2 separate regions of the Mus musculus genome follow, and region 1 is linked to region 2. The links are chromatin contacts, called in public HiChIP or PLAC-seq maps. All regions are on one chromosome and are shown on one strand. Each heading gives the region's core, a stretch centred on a gene start, on an enhancer-like site or on the middle of the called end of the contact. The rest is flanking DNA. Distances are from core to core; before and after follow the strand shown. Region 1 has its middle 130 kb from the start of Gm35251. Region 2 has its middle 470 kb from the start of Gm35251.

Region 1 (6,376 bases), core at 1,517-4,016, 330 kb after region 2:
ACGTAATAAGATCTTAAACATGTTTACTAAATAGTATGTAGGTATAGAAAGAAGTCATGGGAAGACCCTACAAGATCTTCAGTGGTTGTATTATAGTTTCATATATTACTTTGAGAATGTACATATTTACTTTTATGTAAGAATTAAATAATTGACCTGTTAATATACAACTAAATTAGATTATTAAACCTTGATGTCTTATTATTGATTTCTTACACAAAACGTAGACACTTTATCAAAAATTGGAAAGAAAACAAACCAGGGAAATATAGAGGCTTGACATTAGGGACTTGGTTTGTTCTGTATTGATTTGGTTAACTACTCTCCTACTAAATGATCCTTTCCTGTCTTGTGGAAACCTAATTCTAATAGTCATGTGAAGTTCTACCTCTGTGTCCCTTTCTCTATTTAATCTCTTTTTTTCCCCTATGGGAACTAGTCATATTGATCAGGACATAATAGATAATCGTATCTACTAAATTTTTACTCTTTATGTTAATTATAAAGCAAGCTGCTTTCTTCAGAGGAGGAATGTTATGTAAGAAGTTGAAAGAAACTCAGCTACTCAAAGTCACTCTCCCCTTCTTACAACTGGGTCCCCAGGTTCTCTGCAATAGCTTACTATGCTTTAGCATCTTTACTGGAAAGCAAAGATACTGGGATCCTGAAGTGTCAATCTCATCACCAGCTTTTCAAAGTTTCCAGACTCAAAAGTGGTCCTAACAGATTTTCAAGGCCGGGAGACCTGTTGTCATAGCACAGCTGACTAAAGGGAAGAGGTGTGTCTGAAACTAGGGCAGTTTCAGCAAGGCCTGATACAAACTGATATCATTTGATACCTGTTGCAGGGGTGGTTATTTGTCTGTTTGTTTCTCTAGCATCTGACAACAGCCCTGCTAGACAAAGTTCTCCAAGCTGGGAGAATATACAGTCTCAATGTGTGTAATCTTAGTCACTTGTACCCAGCCATAGCAGTCAGTATGCTCTGCACATGAGATTGTCAATTCACAAGTTCCATCATCAGATTCTCGTTGATCATCAAGTGGTACAAATTTTCTTGCATGCCTCAGAGTGGTAGGTTGCTCATTTCAATCGCACTGGAAGACAGGACTGTGAAAAGGTGCCCCCAAATAGTGAACAGTCTCTGGTAGACTCTACAAACCAGCAACTTCAGTCTGGACATTGGAGAAGTTTATAGAAACCCTACATAGGTCTTCCAGGTATGGCTTTCCTGGGTTCCACAGCAGCCAGTGCCTCCGAATTTCATCTGTTCTTGATCATATGCCATAACCCTACCTTCCAACAATTCAATTTAAATGTAGTAAAAGTGTGGAATTCAGTTGTTGGAAGTGTAACACTTGGTTGGATGTCAAAATATTCTAGGGAATCCTAAAATCCTGCTTATTTTCCATAGTTGGAATTAAGTAGTGATGCTCCCAGCTGCAGCCCTCTCTATGAGATGCACATGAAGTAGATCCTTAGACACTGTAGAAACTGTTCACAAGATGCACATATCCACCTCATCCAGTCTCAATTAGTTGACCTAGTTGAGTACACATGACAAGGGAAATAGGTGAAATGAGTTAATTTAAATGTTCCTAAGCCCTTCCAATGATCACTTGGTTGCAGTGATGGTTCTTCTCCAAAGTATACCCTTCAATGTATGTGGAATGCAGTCTTCTAGTGTACAAGAAGATATGGAGTTTATAATCCTATCCATGCAACTATAGACTTTTAAAGTCCAATTTACAAGGTATTTTTACATCATACCTTATAGTATGGTACTAATTCTATTTTGCATAAAAGTGTACAATGCATAAAATTACATCTTTAGACTGCACATTCAAAGCTTTTAACAGGTTATACACCACAAAGCCAGACTTTGAGAGATTGTTGCTGTCCAGGGTATTAAGACAGATAATCATCTCAGCTACCCTATCACACAGATACTTTCTAAAGGCAAACATAAGGATAAGTGGGGAAAGGATTCCTGCTGGATCTGTAATAAAAATGTATTTATGGGACACTATAATAGGTAACATTGTACTTATTATGGGGCCTTTAATTTATACTACTAAAACATTTTATACTCCAGCTTCATTATATAATACAGACATTTATTGCTAAACAATGAACAAACTGCATGTGTAAATTTGCTTACTGATAAATCTATGTTTCTCTGGTTCATTGTAAAAGAGAAAAATGCAGAGGGATGAGGGTTTTTTTTAAAGCTTATCTTAAAATGAATTAAAAATATAGATTCAAAAGGTGAAAGACAATAGAAGGCAGAAATGCAAGAGGGTGATAGTTTTGTGTATAGCTTGATGGAAGAAGAAAGGAAGGAAGAAATAAACCAAAGACAAAGAGATATTTTCATGCAAGGAAAACATAAAAATTTTAGGCATGAAATTAAAGGTGAAATACCTTTGCTATAAACAATATAGCCTTGCCAATTGTGCTGAGTGAGAATTGGGTGGGATTGATTGTGCCAAAATTAGATAAAACACTAGCTAAACAAAGCGCTTCTGGCATCCTGAGGCAGGAGCCAGAAAGTACAAAAAAAAAAAGATCAGCTCAATGGCACTCAGCCATTAGATACCAATGAAGCTAATCCACACTGCGAACTTCTGAGCAGAGTAGATTTTCCTTGTTGTCTGTTCTCACAGATAATCATTAATTTTAAGTGCAGCCTGTGCAGGTGCAGAGAGAGTCCCTACTGTTCTGACATTGTGTTGGAGTATTTCCAGACTTGCAAGCTGGTCTAGTCCTTGAGTCCCTTCCACTTCGCTGCCTCTCAAATTCACTTACACCTACAGCCAGCCAGTTAGGGGCAGATCAGTTTTCCTGGAATCCAAGGAGTTTCATTTTTCTAAAAGTATGCAGCTAAAATTCCATAAATCTATTCAACAAGTGACAGTAGAAACATCATGTAACTATCTGTGAAACAGGCATGATTGACACTCTTCGGATTAACTGATCACTCCTCTGGACTAGATTTCTAATATTTTTATGCTGAAGGGCATGTAAGATGTGTGCTTTGTGCTCTAAAGTGATAGGAATTCTGCTTCACTCAGATCCAAACTTTGAGTATTTTTCTCCTCCTTCTGCATTCTACAGATATTTAAACACGGAGTTACATTCTTTGAAGTGAAAACTTGAGGAACGGTAGCTACAATTAGCCCTCTGAGTTGAAGACATTTGTGTCTTGAATTTTAATTCCAATTATACAGCTTGCAAGCAAATGCCGGATGGACCTGTTTTCCTCTCTATTTAGAGAAGGGAGGAGGGAAGGGGACATTGCACATGGCATCATTGGAGGAAAGCCAAGTGGCAGAGTGTTGGGGAAGAACTGGCAGCCATACCATCTGAGAGATCAAACTGGCGACAACTTTCAATGCATTTCAAAAACAAGATGTAGTATAGGATGACAAGGACAAACTTTCCAGCAAACATCCTGAAAACCATTTTTCTCCCTCCCCTTACATGCAATTATCACTCCAGCTTCTCGCTTTCTAAATATTCCAATTTGATTTCCGCTGTGTAGCTATTTTGCTATAAATGTCAAAAAAAAAATCTTAAAGGATTTGTTTTTTTCTAATCTTGGAAGATACTTCAAGATTTTTGTGGGATTTTTGTTTGTTGGTTTGTTTGTTTGTTTTGCTTTGCTTTGCTTTTTTAGAAAAGAGGGATCTAACAAACAAAGGGAATTTGGAGGTAACATGTTAAAAATGGAAAATATCAGAAGTAATCATTACTAAAGAAGAATGCCCTGGCAATGGAAATGCTTTGCTTGCTACTATGCCCAAATCAAGATCAGGACAACTTGAACATAATGGCCCTTTTTATGTGACAATCTTGGAACATGTCCAAGGCAGTCATCTCCTTAGTCTCTAAACTATCACCACACTAGAGAGAAGTACAGTCTATCAAAGCTCCATTTTCCAGATAGTAAATTCTCAATGCAAGAGATTTAAGTCTTACTTAATGGTCCAGAAGCAAAAAAAAAAAAAAAAAAAAAAAAAAAAAGGTGGGTGGTATTTTGAAATGTGTAAGCCTAGATGGCTGTATATGGCTCTATTCATTTATGCTCATATTCTGTTGGGTATGGGGAAGACACAGTAACTTGCCCAAGAGAAAACTGTTGTTGAGGAAACGTACCTGGTTATTAGAGGATAAAGGGCTGTGGACAAACATGGCTCTAGGAAGAAAGAGCTCAACTTCATTCAGGTATACATCCAGTATAATCTGTCTCTGGCCATAAGCATTTTACTTTGATACAGTGAGAAACAGATTATGAACAACTCTCCACAGAATGAATAGAAAACTGGAGTTACTGGCAGTTGAGGTTGATAAATCTGATCAGTGGAGGAAAGGAATAATCCTGACTTTGGTTACAATGTCCTCTAGCCTGGCTTGGTTAGTACTGAAACTGCTTATTCTGATACTCTCCCATGGTGTTCTTTGCAATCACTCAGAAAAATAAATAAATAAAAGGAATTATTCCACCATCATTGTGTCTCAACACTTAAATAAATCAAATTAGAACAATGGCTACTTTACAAATATTTTCTATATTATATGCTAAAATGTATGTTTTGAGTCATATAGCAATCACTATCAAATTAACTGAAAGCATTCTTCAAAAGAACAAGTTACAATGGTATGAGCATTTGGATGCTGATTATGGGGTGGATCCCTGGATATGGCAGTCTCTACATGGTCCATCCTTTCATCTCAGCTCCAAACTTTGTCTCTGTAACTCCTTCCATGGGTGTTTTGTTCCCACTTCTAAGGAGGGGCATAGTATCCACACTTCAGTCTTCATTCTTCTTGAGTTTCATGTGTTTAGCAAATTGTATCTTATATCTTGGGTATCCTAGGTTTTGGGCTAATATCCACTTATCAGTGAGTACATATTGTGTGAGTTCCTTTGTGAATGTGTTACCTCACTTAGGATGATGCCCTTTAGGTCCATCCATTTGGCTAGGAATTTCATAAATTCATTCTTTTTAATAGCTGAGTAGTACTCCATTCGCTGACACCATTGCATACACTAGCAAGATTTTATCGAAAGGACCCAGATGTAGCTGTCTCTTGTGAGACTATGCCAGGGCCTAGCAAACACAGAAGTGGATGCTCACAGTCAGCTAATGGATGGATCACAGGGCTCCCAATGGAGGAGATAAAGTACCCAATGAGCTAAAGGGATCTGCAACCCTATAGGTGGAACAACATTATGAACTAACCAGTACCCCGGAGCTCTTGACTCTAGCTGCATATGTATCAAAAGATGGCCTAGTCGGCCCACTGGAAAGAGAGGCCCATTGGACAAGCAAACTTTATATGCCCCAGTACAGGGGAACGCCAGGGCCAAAAAGGGGGAGTGGGTGTATAGGGGATTGGGGGTGGGTGGGTATGGGGGACTTTTGGTATAGCATTGGAAATATAAATGAGCTAAATACCTAATAAAAATGGAAAAAAAAAGAACGAGTTACAATAGGGGCCTCTCCTAGAAATTTACAAATCAAGACCAAACCTAAAAAATATTTTGAGAGACGACTTTTGTGACTTCAAGTTAACTTTTACTCACTCTAGTTGGGCTCCCACACTGATGATCAATAAATCTTTACAAAAGTGAGGGAATAACTTATTGTAGCTTCAGTGACCCCAAAGTCCCTGTCATAGGGCCCTGGCATACAGTGCAAACAGTTAAAGCGAGGGAACTTTGTGGAGGTTAGGGTCTAATGGGAAGCTGGTCATTGAGGTACTGCATGTGAGGGATATGGTCATTTCCCCTTCCTCTCTTTGTTTCTCAAATCCCATGCAGTGAACAAGCATCTTCTACTACTGCTGTGCTCTCATATACAGTACCATTACAAAGAAAAGCAAAGAGACAAAAAAAAAAAAAAACCCACTGGCTACTTCATAAGATTTAGCTTAGTAGAAGCAACACTAGTAAACTACAATATTAGCAATAACTAGCAACCATCATTGTTATCCATAAGCAAAATACATGTTCTAAATAAAGAAATTCTCACATCTTCTATGGGATAGAGACTATGATTAATGTAAGAAATTAGGCCAAGACAGGTCTCATAATCTGCCAAACACACAGGACTGTTCCTTCACTATTATTACTGTCAGTAATATTCCTTCTTAATTCTTATATCAGAAGTATCAGTCGCTTTATAAGCAAATTGCCTTATGAATAATAAAATTGCTTATGAAGCCTTATGTTCAATCTCCTGTACTGTGAATAAATTAATTCACCAATTAATAATTTATATTACTAGTTACTTTTAAATTCATGTGCTTTGATGATCTGGCCTTTTCCCCCCCAATACTTGGAATTAAACCTATGATCTTACACACTCTA
Region 2 (6,152 bases), core at 2,506-5,005:
TATTAATAAAGTAAATAATTAAGCAAGTGGAGGCATAGGGTATATTTCTGAACTGCACTACTGCACCTTTGGATCATTTTTTATGTGCCTTTTTTCCTTTAGATCTCAAGAACTAATGTGGATCGTGTATGGTGCTTGTTGTAAAATCAATTAGGTCTTTTCTAGATTTAATAAATTTGCATTTCAGATCCTTTCTTGTATACCCATGTACAGACCACTTTACTTTAGCTGCCTGTGAGTATGTGTTTTATGTGGCACATTGTTTACTAAATCTAATCCAAGCATTCATGGGAGGGTGCTGATACCTTATGTAGTTCTTCCCTTGCCAGAAAATTTTCTAATATCTCCATATTACTTATAGATTATCTAGTTAAAATGTACTTATTCATCCTATAGAATTCAATTTCGGTGCATACTACTGATAATGTTTTCTAACCTCTTGAAAATAGCTGAAATTCTTTGACAATTCTACTGGTTAAAAGTCATTTTTATTCTAGGCTTCATGTTATTTATATGTACCTTTGAATGTCTTTTTTTCCCACCAGACTGTAAGCTCTGAAGAGCAAGTGTAGTATAGAACTCATTTTGTAGATTTGGTACTTACACTAGAGAGCCTGGGTTACTGTAGACTCTCAACACTAATAGCATAAATAAAAAAGACAATGCCTTTAAGTCATCCAAACATCTGAAAACAGGCAAAGTACCTTATGACACATGACAAAGGTTCTTTCTTTGTTCTTTTTGCTTTTTCCCACTTGGTTGAAAGATTTATCTTTCCCCCTTTTATTGAAATAGACATTTTGCCTTCCTCAACTCGTCCCAGTTGCTCCCTACCTTCCAAACAGCTCTTGATCCATGCCCTTTCTGTTTTTCATTTATAAGCAAGAAATAACAACAAAACAAAACCAATTAACTATAACAAGATAAAACAAAAACCTTCACATCAAAGTTAGACTTGAAAACCCAACAGAAAGCAGACTCCAAGGAAAGGCACTAGAATCAGAGACCCACCTATCCTTAAACTCGGGAGTCCACTAAAGATACTAAATGGAAAGGAATAATAAATATACAGAGGACCTGATGTGGACATACGCATGCCCTGTGCTTGCTGCTTTAGTCTGTATAAGGTCATATGAGCTTTGATCAAATGATTTAGAGGGCCTTACTTTGGGTACCCTCCATTCTCTCTGGCTTTTGGACATTTTCTGCCTCTTCTCCCACGGAGTTCTCTGGGACATGACAGTTTGTTATTGTAGTTTTATGATTTCACTGAAGAACTCTCTTACCTTAAAACATTTCAACAATAGCACAACTAATTAATATCTATCTAACTTAGCAGATTATTAACGAATAGGCATAATACAGAAGCATTACTAAAATAATTCATTTTCTGCAGTTTATCAAACAAGTGTTAAGATAGACTGTTTTATGGTGAAGAAGGACTTTTGAGTTGTATTCTGAAGAAAAGATTTTGAACTAAGTCATTCCTGCCAATTTGCATGCTGCTAGAACATATCAAGCTAAGCGACTAGATTTATGACAGTTTGAGAAGAGGTAATAGGTTTAGTAGCTTCCTTGGATGATAAAGATGCCAACTACCTCTCTCAACATATTCAAAGAATTAAACACTGAAAAATAACAGCTATAGACTATTCTAAGTTGAAAAAATATAACAATTGAATCTAAAGAGTTTCTGTTGCAAAATATGTTCATTTTATAGTGAATAAAATTAGAGATTTTAATGTTTTTAGGATATAAAATGTTCAAATATATTCTTTAGGAGCATATAAAGAAAATATTAGAGTGGATATTTTGATCCTTCTTAGAAGGGGGAACAAAATACCCATGGAAGGAGTTACACGTTAGGTGCAGAGACTGAAGGATTAACCATCTAGAGACTACCCCACTTGAGGACCCATTCCATATACAGTCACCAAAACCAGACACGATTGTGGATGCTAACAAGATCCTGCTGACAGGAGCCTGATATAGCTGTCTCCTGAGAGGCTCTGCCAGTGTCTGACAAATACAGAAGTGGATGCTCACAGCCATTTATTGGACAGAGTACAGGCTCCCCAGTGAAGGAGCTAGAGAAAGTACCCAAGGAGCTGAAGGGGTTTGCAGCCCCATAGGAAGAACAACAATATGGACTAACCAGTACTTCCAAAGCTCCCAGGAACTAAACCACCAACCAAAGAAAACACATGGTGGCACTCATGGCTCTAGCTGCATACGTAGTGGAGGATGATCTAGTTGGTCATCAATGGGATAAGAAGCCCTTGGTCTTGTGAAGGTTCTGTGCCTCAGTATAGGGGAATGCCAGGGACAGGAAGCAGGAGTGGGTGGGTTGATGAACAGTGAGTGGGGAAGGGATAAGGGATTTTCAGAGGGAAAATGAGGAAAGGGGATAACATTTTAAATGTAAATAAAGAAAGAAAAAAATCTCATGTATATGCAAAAAAAGTAGAAAATAAAAATAAAGTATCTTAGGATTATTTTCAAACACTTAGGAAACAACAATGTAGAACTGTGAAGATATCATGTGCCTAAAATTCCTTAACTGCTCAGCCCATTCCAACACTCTCAGATGCCTTCTTCACACAGCCCTGTCTCATATTTCATTGCCATGCTTGCCAATCAGTTACAGTCTTTGGCCCCATGTCACTTTCATCCTATTGGATGACTGTCATGGGAGCTGCCCAATGGTGCGCTGCTAATGAGGCAGCTTAAAGAGCAGCTGGGGATGTGCAATTGCTGGATTAGGGTCAAGGCCAAGAGAGAAAATAGATGGGAGAGATACAGCCTGAATGACTGCCAATAAACAGGAGTTCTATTATCCTGCTAAAGCAGGACATTCATTACCATCTATTGCAACATAATTTGGGTTCAGTCAAGCTGTCTCCCTCTCCCTTTGGATTTACAATTCATAAACCACAAAGGGTCCAAAGGGTGCATTGTCCCTTGTAGCTATGTAACCCAGGGTGAGCGAGAAGCACGGCAGAAATGAATGAGCTATGCAGTCCCTAATGTGAGCACCATCAGGACTGACACCTTGGAACTGTGACATAAGGTGCAGGCATCATGCCAAAATTGTTTTACATCTCTCTGGTGCCAGTGTGCTCATTAAGCAAAAACAAAGTAAAAATACCTTGTTTGTTCTTTCGAAAATTAGAGTGTGGTCCTTATAGCCAGTATCTTCATGATAGTTTCCTCTTGTCACTGGTGAGGTGGCTGCATGAAAACAAGAATGGTTTGTTGATGCTTCATCATGCAAACTTATATGTGTATATGTGAATGTATGTATGTATGGCTGGGTGGATTATATAATATATAAATGTATATGCATTTCACGATTTTCTCAGTCTCAGAGAATAATCTCTATATTTTTAGTAGTTTTATATTGTTCTATGTATAAATACTATTATGAAGAAAATGTTCTCATGTCTTTTTTTTTCTTATATAAGAGTGGATTCCTCTAAATAGTGTAAATGTGTCTCTTCATTTTTCTTTGTGCCTCTACTGATCTTTTTCAATTACATCCCCTATTATCATTTGGATTCAGTGCTAAAGTCCACCTGCCACATGAACTAATGGGACTATAGTGGTATTGTCTATGTTCTGTAATTAGTTTAAAAGGCAAATGAGCTTGGTGAAAGAAGCAAGTTCTGTAATTCAGAGCAAATTAACCAATGCACAGTGAAGACAATAAATCACTGTAGTAAAGTGAAAGGAAGGAAATGTAAAACTCTCCTGTTTCAATTGGATTGGGAATGGAAAATCCTAGAGGACATCCTCACACTCTCACTACTGGGTCAGATCTACAAGTCCAGGGGAGAGGACTTGAAAGCCACAGTAGACATGTTCTTTTTACTCTTATGACTTGAACATATAAGGCACACATAATTTGCAGATTTGGACTTGCGTCATTCATCCACACAGGTTTATTTGCTTATTGAGATTTTATTCTTAAGTCGGTGTAAGTGTCAAATTTACTACAAATCATATCTTAATCTCCACATATGCTTTATGGAAAATTTATCTTATTGTTCCCAAGTTATAAAGTTTTGAATTGAAATTTTCACAAGTGTAGGTATTTCAAATGGTCCCTCCAAACAACACTTAGTAATAGTTGAAAACATCTGCATCTGATTCTTCCTATCACTTTATAAATATGTTATAAATATTAAAAACACACATCATTCTGTTTAACCAATAAAGACAGTTTCTTCTTGGTGAAGTCAGGACATTTATTTTTATTATGGCTTTCAACTTTGTAATAGTGTAATTTTTACTGGAATTTTGAAGTCCAATAACTGAAATTATGTTTAAATATATGAATATTATTTATAGTTTGTAGATATAGTTTGTAGGTAGAAAGTGTAGATTTTTTTCCATTTAAGATAATGTGAATCATGTCATCAATAAAATGTCTATGTCCCACACTAAAATATGTTGCATTGTATTTTCATTTTATAGCCTTCCTTAATTAATGTATTATCTAGGGGATATATATGCCAGCTATTTTATTCAAACCTGCAGTGTTTTATTTTAATAAAACATTAATGAAATACATGATTGGGAGTAACAACTTAGTCATAACATATTAGAACTACTGAGGTTTTGTTTTTCAGATTTTTAATGACTCCTTTTCTGAGGTTAATTTTTTTTATCCCCATTTTTTTCCAAAATAAATTCTTACATTAGATTATGGTTAATTTTTACTTTAAGAAACATAAAATCTAAGAAATAACATTGGAGGTATATCCTTACAAAATTTTTGTCTAGGATATTGAATAGAAATAGAAAAGCAGAGAAATAGGAGAGAGAAAGAACAGAGAGAGGGAAGAGAGGAAGAGTTTAGAAAGTTCATTCTTCGATTCTGTCAAGAGGATATTACCTTGTTGGGATGAAAGAAGTGATTGATACAGAGCAAAGGAAGTTGAAGGTAGAAGCTGGGTCTTTTTGTGACTGTCCATCTAGACAAGAACAAGGAGAAGGCTCAGGTACTCTGAGTAATTTCAACACAAAAACCACATTTGCTTGTGATGCTGGATCTTTCCTGGAACAAAACATTTTATTGACTACCTCCCACAGGTTGCAAGAAACTAGAGATGATTATAATTTGGTGATGATAATGTAATGATATTGGAGAATATATACATATATTTTTTATTGTATGTTATTTTATGTTAAAAGTAGCCTCCCACCAGGCAGTGATGGCACATGCCTTTAATCCCAGCACTTGGGAGGCAGAGGCAGGCAGATTTCTGAGTTCGAGGCCAGCCTGATCTACAGAGTGAGTTCCAGGACAGCCAGGATTACAGAGAAACCATGTCTCAAAAACAAAACAAAACAAAACAAAACAAAACAAAACAAAACAAAACAAACAAACAAAAAAACCCAACAACAAAAGAAGCCTCCCATTTGATCACTATCACATAGCTCTTCTAAGAGGAAAATATTTTCCTATTTTTATCACACAGAAAACTAATATTTAAAGAGGATTTAAGTGATTTGCCCAATATCACTCAGCTATTAAGCTATGGAGTCGACATTCAAATCTGCCAGTCTGGCTCCATGACCCTTAACTGCTGATCTAGACCAACAGGGAAGGGAGCAGCAGTAGAGCTCCACTAAGTATGGCACCTCTGCTAGAGAATGACTTCAACAGCAAGAGAGAATTGGTTTTTTGGAATGAAGCCCTCTGGGATAAGAACAATTGGAAACTTTGAAATAAAAGTCATGATGGTCACTAACAGAAGCAGGTTTTAAGAGTGTAATCTGGTCATCAGTTACATTTTCCAACTTAGCTTTTAGGAGCCTCTATGGATTTGTGCATAATTTGCACATTTACTGATGTAGAATTTTTTTTTTTAATGGTAGGATATTTGAGTTTATAACCCCACTTCTGAGTTATTCACTGTAAATTTCTCAGCAATATACAAGTTCCATTTTGTGTAATCTAGAGCCTCTTTTGTATAGCTTACAGCTACAAATCACATATTTTCTATAAAAATATAACACTGTTATGATTTAGATTTTATTGGGTAGATCTAGACAGTGTGTGTTTACGCACATTTAAGCATATACTAACCACTATTCTCCCCCTCTTCACCCTTCTATGGTATACTATTATTTGTAGGTAAGAGAAA

Evidence for each region. HiChIP or PLAC-seq counts read pairs in DNA pulled down with a chosen protein or histone mark.
Region 1: an H3K4me3 HiChIP or PLAC-seq map of neural progenitor cells shows a contact between it and region 2, with 25 times the contacts expected there. The contact joins two enhancer-like sites. A contact is called at or near these places in 1 of 39 promoter capture datasets (hippocampal neurons), 1 of 484 Hi-C or Micro-C datasets (cerebellum) and 3 of 115 datasets of contacts at active chromatin or transcription factors (astrocytes, neural progenitor cells and stem cell-derived neural progenitor cells).

What each region holds. Positions count from the first base shown.
Region 1 is chr5:85,568,880-85,575,255 of GRCm38.p6, forward strand. No RefSeq gene overlaps it. Among named protein-coding and RNA genes, the nearest start is that of Gm35251, 130 kb to the right of the region's middle. Within about 2 kb of position 2,767, at least 27 of the 459 cell types and tissues checked have an H3K27ac peak or open chromatin away from gene starts, as enhancers often do. A contact at or near this core is called in astrocytes and neural progenitor cells, where this site is marked.
Region 2 is chr5:85,236,911-85,243,062 of GRCm38.p6, forward strand. No RefSeq gene overlaps it. Among named protein-coding and RNA genes, the nearest start is that of Gm35251, 470 kb to the right of the region's middle. Within about 2 kb of position 3,756, at least 31 of the 459 cell types and tissues checked have an H3K27ac peak or open chromatin away from gene starts, as enhancers often do. A contact at or near this core is called in astrocytes and neural progenitor cells, where this site is marked.